Linked DNA regions of Pan troglodytes: region 1 is linked to region 2. The links are chromatin contacts, called in public capture Hi-C maps. All regions are on one chromosome and are shown on one strand. Each heading gives the region's core, a stretch centred on a gene start, on an enhancer-like site or on the middle of the called end of the contact. The rest is flanking DNA. Distances are from core to core; before and after follow the strand shown.

The links. Capture Hi-C pulls out chosen DNA fragments and counts their contacts.
Region 1: a capture Hi-C map of stem cell-derived neural stem cells shows a contact between it and region 2, with 6 times the contacts expected there. The contact joins two enhancer-like sites. A contact is called at or near these places in 5 of 7 Hi-C or Micro-C datasets (blood, induced pluripotent stem cells, a lymphoblastoid cell line and 1 more), 1 of 1 datasets of contacts at active chromatin or transcription factors (stem cell-derived excitatory neurons) and 1 of 1 other capture datasets (stem cell-derived neural stem cells).

The regions. Positions count from the first base shown.
Region 1 is chr1:113,711,917-113,719,182 of NHGRI_mPanTro3-v2.0_pri, forward strand. It overlaps a transcript of CD58 not described here. Among named protein-coding and RNA genes, the nearest start is that of ATP1A1OS, 73 kb to the left of the region's middle. Within about 2 kb of position 1,340, at least 8 of the 24 cell types and tissues checked have an H3K27ac peak or open chromatin away from gene starts, as enhancers often do. A contact at or near this core is called in stem cell-derived neural stem cells, where this site is marked.
Region 2 is chr1:113,369,365-113,376,506 of NHGRI_mPanTro3-v2.0_pri, forward strand. No RefSeq gene overlaps it. Among named protein-coding and RNA genes, the nearest start is that of MAB21L3, 38 kb to the left of the region's middle. Within about 2 kb of position 2,052, at least 1 of the 24 cell types and tissues checked has an H3K27ac peak or open chromatin away from gene starts, as enhancers often do. A contact at or near this core is called in stem cell-derived neural stem cells, where this site is marked.

The DNA of each region.
Region 1 (7,266 bases), core at 90-2,589, 340 kb after region 2:
ACAGCACATTGAGCTAGAGGAGGAAAGAGGAATGTGCACATCCCTGCTTGGATGTGGGGGCAGGAGGGGGAGGGCTCCAGGAAACCTCGCACAGATTCTTTGGGCTGCCTAAATCCCGCTGCTCCATGTCTAGGTGGCTGAAGTGCCTCCTGGCCTGCCTCAACCCCTCCTCTGGCCTGTCCTGTTTACCGGCCCTGCCACCTGCCCACTCTAAGAGGCTCCACCCTTCCTTGGAACACGGAGTTCTCTGCCTCTGGACTCTGGGGAGGGTGAGATTGTTGAGGCAGGCGGGCGAGCATGAGAGGGAAGGAAGAGGGAGGGAGGTCAAAGATACAAGGTGAGCTGGAGAAGAAACGGACTGTTTTGAGGATTTCCCCTCACACATTCTGGCTCTTACCTCTGACCGAAAGCAAAGGGAGCAGCTTTTACCAATGGAATGAGGCCAGGGTGTGTTGGCTTACACCCATAATCCTAGCACTTTGGGGAGGCCAAGGTAAGAGGATCAGTTGAGCTCAGGAGTTCAAAACCAGCCTGGGCAAGATAGCGAGACCCCATCTCTAAAAAAATTTTTTTTTAATTGGCAGGCATGGTGGCATGTGCCTGTGGTACTAGCTACTTGGAGGCTGAGGTTTGAGGATCTCTTGAGCCCAGGAGGTCAAGGCTACAGCAAGCCATGATCGTGACACTGCACTCTAGCCTGGGTGACAGAGTGAGACCCTGCCTCTAAATAAATTAAATCAATCAATCAATACCAATTAACTAACTAACCAACTTGTCTATCGGGGTCAGTCAGCTCTTATAGTCCCACCTGAATTCCGCTTTGCCTTCTCCTGCAACAGCAACGCCTTCGAAAGTGCTTACTGTGTGCTAGGCAGGCGTTGCACACGGACAGGGACTGGGAGTTCAGATGGCCAGCTGGCCTGCTGTCTGGGGACAGGGGGTTTCCCAGGACCTGAGACTTTCAGTACTAAAACCAGGACAGTCCTGGGCAAGCTGGAACAGCTGGTCACCTGGTGGGAACTGAGCACCCATAGAGTCAGCAGAGAAGGAAGGCGGCACCACAGCATAGCTGGTGGTGGGAGCAAGCAGGAGTCTTTTCCTCCTTAGCACTGGAAGCACCACTCTTGGCACTTACCTCCCTTCCTGAATGGAGCCCCACCTGTTTTTATGAGGCCTCCCCAGGCCAAGCCCTCAGGATGGGCAGGGGTGGGTTGAGACTGTGCTGTCTCTGCTGTTTGCTAAGGTTGTTCTCATGGTATCACGCTGCCAGAGACTGTCCACTTGGCTCACATTGATGGAGGTCAGCTAAGGACAGGCTGATTAGCTGGCCCCTCAGGGCCTTTCTCTTGGTGACACAGCCTCTGGCTCAGAACAAAGGCCCCTCATTTTGCCGGGGCACGGACTCTTGAACGTGAGAGTGCTGCCACCTGCTGGTCACAGCGCTGCTTCCAGAAGGGGAGCTGGAGCCTCAGGAGGGAGACTGGGCCATGAGCCCAGGTCTGTAGCCTCTCTGTGGGCCACAGCACCACCTCCCAGCATGCCCTGGGCCAGACAGCTGAAGAAAAGAAGCTGGGGACCCCCCCTAACAGGTATGCCTTGAAGGGGACTGCAAGGCTCTCTCATGCCAGAACTCTCTCAGGCTGGCCATGGATTCCCAGAATTCCCAGCCAGTGTGGGCACTCTTAGCTATAATAGAACCCTCGGCCCAGTGGTGTGCTGGAGCTGCTGGGCAGGAGGCAATCATCAAATATTCAGGAAATTTGCCAGCTGCACTGGTCATGGTGGGAGTATTTACACCATGGAAATTGGCAAAGGCTACAGATTAAGAGTTTTCTCCACCCGTAACTCTTCCTCCAGTGGATTTATCAGTACACCTTTGCAAAACCTCTATCAAACTTAAAATATTGTCACCTGAGAAGGGGCAAGTACCAGCCTGTTTGTAAAAGTTTCTCAGATAAAGCATCAAGTATGGAATTGGCGTCATAGAGAAGAAATACATTCTGATAAGAGGGAGATTGTGAGGAAGGAAATTTTGTTAAGCTCCCTAAGAACAACTAAGGTAATAGTTAAGGGCTCTGCGATGAGAAACACATGGATTCAAGTAGCAGCTCTTCTACTTGCTAACTGAATGATGCTGGTCAAATTGCTTCATCTCTAGCTTCCAGTTTCCCTGTCTGCAAGTGGGGGTATTGGGAGTAGTTGCCTCATGTAGTTGTGAGGTGATGCATTTGATGAATCTAAGTGCTTAGAACATTGCCAGGCAGAAAGCAAGTGCTCAATACATCTTAGATATTATCAGATATTGATTAGAACCTCCACTTCAGCAGGCTTAAACTGATCTTGACATCTTCCTGGTAAAACCAGTTTCACCTCTAGATGTCTTTTACAGGGTTGGGGAATGAAGACTTGTTCTTCCATCCTCCCCGGCAGCTAACCTTTAACATCAGCCTCGGTTTTGGCTATTCATTTGTACTTGTCCCCTACAGTTAGTACGTAAGAAAATGTATCCCCTATACTCTTAATATGATAAAGTACATCCTGAATGTAAAGTATCTAAGCAGTGAACACTTGCCAAACCAACCCAAAATATTTTGTGTAAATGAGTCACTGGCCAGTTAAGAGGTCAAGTATAGAAAGGGCAGGACTCAGATCCGATTCCAACTCCAAGACCTGAGTCATCCTCAGTTGTATTGCATCTGATTTAAAGGAAGATTATGTTACCAAGACACAAATTGTATAGAATTGGGGAAAATGGGAATCTGAGAGCAGTGCTCTTTCAGTGGAAAGAGACATGGGGCTTAGAGGACATGAGCTCCCCTCTCATGAGAGTGGAGGGCTTGGTTGTGCAGTAAAGAGAGTTGGTGAAGTTTCTATAGAGCCTGATGGACTAAAGCCCAAGAACTGACCTGATGGACTTGCCCCATCCAAGACTCTGCTCACCCCTCAATCTTTGAATGAATACTTTGGCTTCTTGGGTGCTAAAATCCTTGGAAGATGTGTCCTTAGATGAGATACACATATTTCCATTGTTAAAAAGTTATAAATGAGTTTGCATTATACTCTTTTGACTTTTGTTATATGGACTAAGATTAGGTTAGATTTGGTTGCATAAAACAGACAAAACAGTAGCATAAATAAAATGTACATTTATTTCTCTCCCATGTCAATGAAATCCAGATGTTGGCAGCCTGGGACAAGTATGGCAACTCTACAGTCATCATCAGTCACTATCTTACAGCTCCATTATCTTCAACATGAGTTTTTGTCTAGTGGTTTAAGATGGTCACTGGAGCTCCATCCAGGCTGCTTTCTTGCCAACAAAAAAATTATATTTTCCCAAAGTCTGACAAATCACTGCCCAGGTGTACTCATGCCAACCCATTCTGATGCAAGAAAACTGAAAAATGTCTTATTCCAACTAGGGGTAGGAGGCATTTGCCTAGCTAAAAATTAAGGATTCTATTTTTAATAAAGTAAGGTAGCTAGATATTGGTGGATAGCCCACAATCTCTACCAAAGTAGATCAATTTCCCTAAGCCTGCTCATTTTTGACATCAGAGAACTGCTGCACAACAACCCCCAGGATAAACCACCCTGTGAGCCCAGGAAGAGAAGATGGCTGGATTCCCTCTCAACACTCTCCTGCCTCAGTGTGAATTTAATCCCCATACCCCATAAGCCCCAGAGCCTCCATTCTGTTGCTGCTACAGCACCTGTCCAAAGTTTCCCTCCTTTCCAATTTTGGTCTCATCACTAAACTTCAGACCTCCATGACCACTGGTCTGGACTTTTGTAATAATGCCCTCATTGTTCTTTCTGCCTCTACTCACTCTCCAAGCCTTTCTACTGATGGATTGCTCTTCCTGAGGCACAAGTCCCACCATGATACATCCCTGCTCAAGAATGTCCATGGTTTCCCATTTTCTGCCCTAAAGTCTAAATTCCTTAGAATCCTGAAGGCTTTCTATGACAAGGCCTTTCCCTGAATTCCTAAGCTCATCACTCTGAAGACACTTGGAGATCCAGCAAGTGCCACTCCTTAAATATGACTTGAACACTTCTGCCTCCATGCCTTCCTTCCTGCTCTTCTTTCTGCTTGGCATGCTCTTCCTTTGTCTCAGCCTGCCTAAATCCTACCCATCTCACAAAGCTCAGGACAAAGGCCTCCTCCCCCATGAAGCTTTGCCCAAGCTAGAATGACCGTCACCCTCCTAAGTGTTGTCACAGGGCATTATGCTTCCATTCGGCTCACATTACAAGTATTTCTGTGTTCCCTACTAGAGTGGGGCTGGGCTATGCTTGCTTGCTCACAGCAGCTCACATTAGTGCCTGCCATATCAGCAACATGCAATGAGTGTTGGTAGAACTGAATTGCAGAGTACAGCTGGGGCTCCGTGGAACAGAACCAGTTGGAAATAGGATGTGAATGAGAACAGCTCACAGAATGACCTGCTGTGCCTGCCAGAATTTGGAAAGTTGGGGTGACCACTGACACCACTCTGGGAGCAAGTATTTGGGTTCCACTTAAATATACAAATGTAGGCCCAGGACTTCCACCAAAATGAAGCCCCTTCTGGGCTTGTGTTTGAGGAGCTGTATAGGGTGATAGAGTGACACCGGTAAGGATTGCTGTCCTCTCTATTTTATTTTTTTTTTTTAAGGTTCAAGATCTGAGTTGCCATAAAAATTAAAACCTTGGTGGGGGTGGGGGGGTGGAGGGATTTGAAAGAAAACTGTAAATTATCAAGAAAAATGATTCATTTCTCAGATGAAGACCCTCAGTCCCAGAAAAGCAAGGGTGAGTATGCCCAAGGTCACCCAGCCAGGGTGAAGGGTGGGACTTAGCCTGTCCCAATCCCAGTCTACTATTTTCTGCTCCACCACCGTAGCTGCCCAGGGTGAAGACACCATCAGTTCTTAAGGTCACATCTAATTTGGGGAAATAAAAGGTCTTGAAGGTTACACAGAGATTTGTGCACTGCTGATCTTAATTTTATGCTTGCCGTCATAAAACCAGTTTATGCTTATACAACTAAAGGGGGAAGACATGCATCCAATTCTCTCAGTTTCAGTTCTTTGTCTTTGCATCAATTATTTAGATTTTTCCCTTCTCTGCTCATTATCACTTTTCCTGAGGAGGTAACAAAATGTCTTTTTCAATTTTCTTCTGGGACTAACTCTCACTGGGATCACCCATTTTTTTCTCCAGTTTGCAACTGGCTAGATTTGATTGGAATAGATAAGGCCTCCGACCATAGGCTGTTGAAAGGCCCTTTGTTTGTGGATTACAAGCGGTCATTCAGTTTATCCCATTCATTATGCGACCCTACTTTTTTGAGTTGCAAGGTTAAGGCCCGGGGCAAAATGTTGATGGAAAGGAACATTAAGCACCAAGTTGTACCGTGTTTGTGTTCATTCCAATCCACATTCACCTCCCTTAACTGGTGAAGGTTATGACTACAGCCCACTCTCTAGTGACTCATTTCAGGAAAAGGACATGTGACAAGAACCTGTCTCACATGGGACTGCTTGCCAGGGGTGCCAGGACAGAGATGGCATTGTTCAGGAAAGATTCAGGAAGTCAAACATCCGGAGAAAAGCATGCATGGTTAACTCACCCCACAGGCTGGATGAGAACATATTTTTTTTCTCACTGATCAATCTGTTTATCTACTTCTACAAGGGCACTCAGAGGACTTCTGGAATAATTATTCCTTTTGGTCTTAAATGCAGCTTTCCTGATGGGCCAGGAAAGGGAGAAGGGATAAGTATTCCTGGAAGTGTTTTACCTGTTGTCACATTAATTCTATCCTCCCAATAGCTTTTTGAGATCAACATTATCCCCACTCTCAATGTATAAATGGGGCAATTTAGATAAGGCAAGTTAAGGAATTTGCCCAGGCCTATCTGCTACTAAGTGGCAGACCCAGGATTCAAACTTGGATCGAGGTTGACATTGAAGTGTATTTCCAATGTCAGAAAATGTCCTCTTTCCATGCTAGTGCCCAGGTTTCCTCTCAGACAAGTAGCAGCTGCTAAATGCTACAGCAGAGCATTGTCTCTCCCAAACACATCTCTGTTCTGACCTCTTTCCATCTAGCTGTCCTCAAAACCCACACAAATTCCACCTTCTCCATGAAGACTTCCTGATCAGCCCGTCCCAAGAGACTATGTACAGTCTCATACGCGCTCTCTCTCTTCTACCTCTGTAATCCTCTCTGCTTGCACTCCTGGTTTAGCCCTTAATAGATATAACTTAGTGCATATAAACTTTCACTTGCATACGCAAACTCCCAGCTGTACTATAAACTCCTCAAGGACATGAACAATGCCTCTGTTGAGCCCTGAGAATTTGTAGCATAACGAATAATACCAACTAGCTGCTGCAAAATGCGTGTTGAATAATTAACTGGTTAATTTTTAGGAGAGGATATGGGAGTCCTCATGATTCTGTTAAGTAGACAAGCATGGAAAACTCAAAGGCAAGTAGTTGTCTCTTTGGCTAAGACTCCCCTTAGCACCACAGTCTGTAATTCACTCACCAAATCTTTCTGGGTGTTTTAGAGAAGATGGACATTGCTCTGCACTGAAACCATGCGTTAAGCCCTCTGCCGGTTTTAGGGCAGACTAAAGCACCCTGCCCAAAGCTCAGAAGGTTCAGGTGAGTTCAGAAAGCTCCAGGCTTTCTGGCAGCCTAGTATGTTCCCTTAGTCTTTTCCCAGTCTGGGCACTCACTCCCAGCTCCTCCCCAGGTGTCCACCTCTTAGCCTCACCCCAGGCCTTAGTGATGACAGCACTAGGCAGCAACTGGTATCTCCCCTGGAGGCAAATATGCCTGCACAAAGCCCAGACCTTATGCTCTTCCCTCCTGGGATTCTGCTTATTTTCTTTCTCCTTAACTTATTGCCCCTTCTTCTATGTGGTCTGTTAATCTCCAGATCTTTGAGAAGGATGACCATGATGTCAGAGCACGGGCCTTGGCATGGCCTGTCTGCATCTCTCTACTCCCCGCTCCCCGCAAGGTTCCTGGGTCATGTGGGTCTTCCTCAGCACCCCCTCTCCATGCAGCTCCTCCTCTCTGAGTCTGCCTCCTGCCTTTCCTTCCAGCCCCATCCAGGGTGTGGAGAGAGCTCTTGACCACAGGTGGAGGTGCCCTTCCCCACACCTGATGAGCTCTGTCCACACTTGGAGACCAGCTTGTGCCCTATGGGTCTGAGCCTGGGCCTGCCTGTCCCCCAACCTGGCCATGAGGGCCCTGAAGCCACC
Region 2 (7,142 bases), core at 802-3,301:
ACCTCAGAGACATATTTGTAAAGGTTTTGGAGTCCATATATTTAATAGCATTTTAGCTCTTTCAGTTCGGAGGTCATCCAGAGTGCCTAATCTGCTATACTGCTGGATACACAGGAAATTTCATCCAAACAAAACCTCAAGCCAGCTAGAAACTTCATTCAAACATAAACTCTTCCCACCTTATATGCAAAATCAAGTGCTACTTCTTGCTTCTCATTTTATACGATTTCTCAGAAGCATTCAGCAGTCAACCCCTCCTCCTTGCACCCCTGTTTTCTCAGTCCCTGTGTGTCTGGAATTGGTGGGTTCTTGGTCTCACTGACTTCAAGAATGAAGCCGCGGACCCTCACGGTGAGTGTTACAGCTCTTAAGGTGGTGCCTCTGCAGTTTGTTCCTTCTGATGTTCGGATGTGTTTGGAGTTTCTTCCTTCTGGTGGGTTCGTGGTCTCGCTGGCTCAGGAGTGAAGCCGCAGACCTTCACGGTGAGTGTTACAGCTCTTAAGGCAGCGCGTCTGGAGTTGTTTGTTCCTCCCGGTGGGCTCGTGGTCTCGCTGGCTTCAGGAGTGAAGCTGCAGACCTGCGCGGTGAGTGTTACAGCTCATAAAAGCAGTGTGGACCCAAAGAGTGAGCAGTAGCAAGATTTATTGCAAAGAGCGAAAGAACAAAGCTTTCACAGTGTGGAAGGGGACCCTAGGTGGTTGCCACTGCTGGCTCAGGCAGGCTGCTTTTATTCTCTTATCTAGCCCCACCCACATCCTGCTGATTGGTAGAGCTGAGTGGTCTGTTTTGACAGGGTGCTGATTGGTGCGTTTACAATCCCTGAGCTAGATACAAAGGTGCTCCACGTCCCCATAAGATTAGTTAGATACAGAGTATGGACACAAAGGTCCTCCAAGGCCCCACCAGAGCAGCTAGATACAGAGTGTCGATTGGTGCACTCACAAACCTTGAGCTAAACACAGGGTGCTGATTGGTGTGTTTACAAACCTTGAGCTAGATACAGAGTGCCAATTGGTGTATTTACAATCCCTGAGCTAGACATAAAGGTTCTCCAAGGCCCCACCAGAGCAGCTAGATACAGAGTGTCGATTGGTGAACTCACAAACCCTGAGCTAGACATAGAGTGCTGATTGGTGTGTTTACAATCCCTGAGCTAGACATAAAGACTCTCCACGTCCCCACCAGACTCAGGAGCCCAGCTGGCTTCACCCAGTGGATCCCGCACTGGGGCTGCAGGTGGAGCAGTCTGCCAGTCCTGCGCCATGTGCTTGCACTTCTTAGCCCTTGGGCAGTTGATGGGACTGGGCGCCATGGAGCAGGGGGCGGCACTCGTCGGGGAGGCTCCCGGCCGCACAGGAACCCATGGAGGGGATGGGAGGCTCAGGTATGGTGGGCTGCAGGTCCCGAGCCCTGCCCCGCGGTAAGGCAGCTAAGGCCCGGTGAGAAATCGAGCACAGCGCCAGTGGGCCGGCACTGCTGGGGGACCCAGTACACCCTCCGCAGCCACTGGCCCGGGTGCTAAGCCCCTCACTGCCGGGGGCCGGCAGGGCCAGCTGGCTGCTCCGAGTGCGGGGCCCGCCAAGCCCACGCCCACCCGGAATTCCAGCTGGCCCTCAAGTGCAGCACGCAGCCCCGGTTCCCGCTCACGCCTCTCCCTCCACACCTCCCTGAAAGCTGAGGGAGCCGGCTCTGGCCTTGGCCAGCCCAGAAAGGGGCTCCCACAGTGCAGCAGTGGGCTGAAGGGCTCCTCAAGTGCCGCCAAAGTGGGAGCCCAGGCAGAGGAGGTGCCGAGAGCAAGTGAGGGCTCTGAGGACTGCCAGCACGCTGTCACCTCTCACCTCTGACACCACTCCCTTCTTCTTCAGCTCCTTCTGAGTCTCTTTGGATTCCTTCTCTGCCCTCCCCTGAATCTTATCATCCTCCCTTTAAGGGCTTGGTCCTGGGCTCTCTTCTTTTCAGACTCTACTCACTCAGCCTAGCAATTTTTGCCACTCCTGTGGGTTTCCAGTACTATCCACACTCCAAGGATGCTCACATGTAGAGCTCCAGTCCGGCCTTCCTGTGCACTGCAGGCGGTTCCTATGAAATGCCACCACCTGATGCTTCACAAGCAGCTCCAACAAAACAAGGGTCAACCTGACCCCCAAGGGTGAGCACCCCTCACTTTGCTCGGACAGAATCATGTAGTTAAGAAAATTCCTCAAGCTGATACTCTACAGGCTGTCAGTAGCTTTAAAGGCAACATTTCTATCTTTTCTATCCCTAATTGTACAAAGGAAGCTCTTTTATTAGAATACCTAAGTACAACTTTCTCCACTGCCCACCATCTCCAAAGAGTGAAGACAGAAAGGAGGGAAATAGACTGGCTAAATGTGGAGTGGGAATAAAATGAAAGGAAAACTAAAAACCATTTCTTAATGTCTTTTTTACATAAAACATAAAATATGATGGTAAACATAGCCTAAAGAGAATTTTTTTCACCCACTGCAGACCTCCTTAAAGAAATTTTTTTAAAAGGTCAAATGTAACAAGTGGGTCTATGATATTTTTGTAATCTGAAAAAGGCCAGGGACATCACTGAGAGTCTATGTGAGGAGGTGGAGAGAATGTGTAGACTCTGTGATGTGCCACTCAGGTCCCTCTGGATGGAATGAAAGGCTTATTGCTCAGTCTGATCCCAGTGTCATTCTTCTTGGAGGATGACCTCACTGAAGAAAACCCTCTCAGCCAAAATTACTTCCCTTCTATGGGCAGCCAGACACAAAGACTGATTAACGTGGGTGTGTAAAGGCCCAGGCCCCTCACCCCAACTCAGGACAACTCTGAAGGCCTGTTCTTAGCTGTAGAGCTTCTTCAGGATTGGCTGAGGCCTGTGTTGGGCTTGCATCATAGCTCAGCTATTTCCTCAGCTCAACCCTGCTTCCTTTCCCTGCCTTCACAGGTGTTGCTGTTGAGGGCGCTCCCTACTAAACATTCTGCTACGCATCTTTATCACCAAGCTGCCTTCCAGGGATTTCAATTTATGGCACCGTGGACAGACAGTCTACAGGCATCCCTTTAAAATCCAGCTCTGCCCTTTAGAGTGTGGCGATCTTGGGCAAGTCTCTTCATTTCTCAAAATGCTTTTCCTCATCTGGATATCCTGCAGGATTGCAAATGCTGGTTGCCACATCTAGAGTCAAACGACCCAGGATTGGAATTCCAGCTCTGCCACTTACTAGCCAATAACTCACTAAATTTGGCAAGACCTCAACATACTTGTCTGTAGAACAGGTAGAGATTATGTCTTTTATCTCATTGAATTTCCAGTGTGTAGCACATAACAGACAACCAAAAACCCTTCAGCAGATAAACAGATGAAACTTCCAGCCAGCTGCACACCAAGGGCCAACAATTTTGTTTTAAGCATTTGCTGAAACAAATATCCCCAACTGCTTTAGAGCTTAATGCATCTTGACATGGCATCTGATATCCCAGGGATTCTTTTGCCCCCACGTATCATTTGGAATTTGGGTCTTCCTTCAGTTTTTCAGGTCATGTTACTCATCTGCTCGCAATCCTCCAGTCACTTCCTGCCTCACTCATACTACAGTCCCAAGGCCCGGGATGACCTGGAGCCCCAAACTCTCCAAACCCATCTTCTCCTTTCCCGGTTTCTCACACACATCCCTAATCACACAGGCTTTCTCACTCTTCTCAGAATATCGCAAACATGGCCCTACCTCAAGACTTTTGTGCTTGCTGCTCCCTCCCTCTGGAGACCTTCCCTAAGTTTCCCACGTAAAATAGTATCCCTGGCTCCATCCCCACCCTACCTCAGTCTTGATAAGCTCTACCCATCCTCTGCTTTATTCTTCTCCATAGCACTCAGCACCACCTGGACTTCCAGCTCTCCAGCTACCATCTGTCTCCCACCACAGTGAAGGCTCCACGAGAAGGGGCTTTATCTGCATTTTCAGGGTTGTATCTTTAGAGCTGAGGACACAGCCTGGCACATTAGTAAGTACACAATTAATATGTGTTGAATAAAAATGTTTGCAATACTTCTTCAAAGCTATCATTTTAGATCTCCAAGTTCTTGGACTTTTCATTTATTAGTTCTTTAAGGCAATAGAATCACAGAATTTTCTATCTTGAAGATACAGTAAAAGTGTTTAAAATTTTAAAAAAATGTAGAGTGGATATGATGAGGTCCATACAGACTGAATGACTATCTTGGGCTTTAGAGAGTTAGTGATGACTACCAGGCCAGCTCTCTTTCCACTAAGCCACAAACTGAGGTAGTTTGTAATTGAACGTCTAAAATAGTTTTCCTTTCAGATGCCCTTGAATCTTCTAAAATGCAAACCTAGAAAGTGTTGGAAATGAAGTTTAACTCAAACTGTTGCCAGTCACACATTTTGGGTCGTCCTTCCCTGCCTGTGTCCTCTGCCCTGACTGGCTCGCCTCGCCCTCCTCCCATGCTCTCTCCCTCATGGTTGTCAGGACATCAGCCTCTGTGGGACCCCTCATGGGACATACAGGCTTGTTTCATCTCTTCTTCTCACCCCCAAAGAGAATTAAAACAGTCCCATCCTTTCTATTCTCTGAATTCAGAATATATTGGTAGATTTGAAAGAACACAGGAAATTAGAAAAAAAAAAATAGCTCTAATCACCACAGAAGAGATGCTGGTTATCAACTGGGCCAACCCCTTCATTTTACAGATGCGAAGGCAGAGGTCCAAAGAGAGGAGGGAAAATGATTTGCTCAAAGCAAATGCATTATGTCCCAGGCTGAACTCCTGATTTTCCCTCTCAAAGCTCCCATCGCCTCAGTAAACAGTGTCACTTCAGCCACATGTTTCAGCCAGAGTCCCAAGAATTAGCCTTGAGGCCACCACCCACCATATTCAACCCACCAGCACATCCCTTGGCTCTCCTTTCTCAATGTAGTCCAGGTAGGCCTTCTCATACCCTGCAGGTCAGCCCACCCCAGGCCAGGTCATGCCTCTCTCTTCCAGACTGCTGCAGACCTACTCTTGCCCCCCGACCTCACACCAGTCCTCCCCACACAAGAGCAAGGGGGGCAACCTGCAAACTCAATCATGCTTATTTTCCCTGCTCTCATCCTCCCAATAGCTTCTCATCTCTTAGGGAAAAAAAAGGGAAACTCCCCACCAAGGCCCACAAGGATTATGTGATCTGACTTGGGCCATTCTGTCTTTCCTTGCCAACTACCACGCTCCTTCACACTGTTCCAACCATACCACACTGGCTTCCTTGCTTTGCTTCAGACACCCAAGCTCCGTCCTGCCCAGGGCCTCAGTACCTGTTTCTCCCTTTGCTCAGAAATCCCATGCCCCATGCTGACATGTCCCAACCCTCCCTGACCAGCCTAACACAGCTAGCCCCCAGCACTCTTGCCCTGCACCATACTTCACTCTCTCCATAGTGGTTTGCTGGTTCTCCTATTAGAATAAATATAAACTCTATGCAGGGAGAGAGCTTGTCTTATTCACTGTTGTATTATATCTCCTGCACTTGGAACAATGCTCAGTGGGTAAGAGCTCAATGAATAGTTGTTAAATAGATAATTGCATGAAGGAATGGATGAATACATGATTTTGCTCCATAACATGTATCTGCTTTGTGGCAGGGCTTGGATTTGAACCCGGGTCTTCTAATTCTCAGGCCAGGCTCTTTCCTCTACAAAGTAACATTTTGAGAGTCTGAAGAATCCCACATCTTTAGTTTTAGAGAAAGAAAAATTGCCTCTGGTTCCAGAAGCCTGTTTTCCCAGAAGGGCCTGGCTGTCCTCACTGTGCAGAACACAGCTTGATGCAGCAGAGCTTGAGAATGCACACTCATGCTGCAGAGGGGCCAGCCTGGCAGCTCATCACAGCAGCCACTGACAACTGTGGGCACTGGTGGATACTTTGTAGCAGGTGTTTGCTGGACATGCCTAGCTTAACTGGGTTCCAACGTGCAACATGTAGACTGAACAACACACACACACACACACACACACACACACACACACACACACACACACAGCATTTAAACAAAGCACATCAGAAAAGAGTTCAGGCTTTCACCCTCCCTTCCTGCCAAGCACAGAGACAAACAGTACTGGTCTTGGTTCTCTTTGTCTCTGAGTCTAGACCATTCATTTCCTCTCATTCAACCAGCTTTATTTTTGGGGATGTAACTTTCTTTCGTGAGCATATATATTATGTTCTCAGACTTTGTAACCTATGAATCTCCTGTGAGGACCGACCTACGAATGCTCAGAATACAAAGGCCGGAGTGAGCAGTGCTCTCTGTGAGAGAGAATGTTACTGCAAATGAAAAAACCACCTTCACCACCTAAGCAGGATTCTTGCTTCTAATGCAAAATGTAACCTCCCTCTATAGCATGGATAGAGGGATATTAGGTTGAGCACTCAACACACTGGGGTGCTTACCACAGAGTACCCCAAAGTGTGGTTTAGGTCTGAGGGACCGGGTGAGCAAGGAAGGCTGCACCGGTGTAGGGACAGGCACAGTCTGGGTCCTTTGGTGGCCGGGGGTACAAAGGAAGCAGAGCCTGGGCTCCCATCCTCTCCTGCTGTCACAGCCCCTCCATGGAGGCCCTGGCCCCTCTCTCCTTCTCTCTCCTGCCTCTTTCCAGGATGTTCTTTGCCCCACAGTGAGATGTGAGGGGCATCAAGAAGGCTCCCTGCCATTGACTCTCTCTGTCCAGGGACCGCCATATGTGACTTGTGCTGTCTGTGACCAGGACGCGGGCTCTTGAAGGAGCAGCGAGGAGCAAGAGAGAGGGGAGCGGACGCCCCGACTCGCGCAGGGCTGAGGCTGGAGGGGAAGACTCACAGGGACTACGGTCTACGGGAAGGCCGCCTTGCGCGCCGCGGCTCGGAAGCGGCAGGGGGCGCCCGCGGCTCCTCGCGGCCCCGAGCCGTGAAGGGCTGGGGAAATTCCTCCCACTGAAGGCAGAGAGCAGACTGGGACACTGCGGTTCCCGAGAGCCGCAGCCCCGCCGCCTCCGCCCACGCCGGCCCTCGGGAGGCGGAAGACTAGCTGACGGCGGCCCCCACACGCGCTCTGCAGCCCGGGGGTAACCCTCAGCCCACCCAGTGCCCAGCGAGGGGGCTCTGATCCACA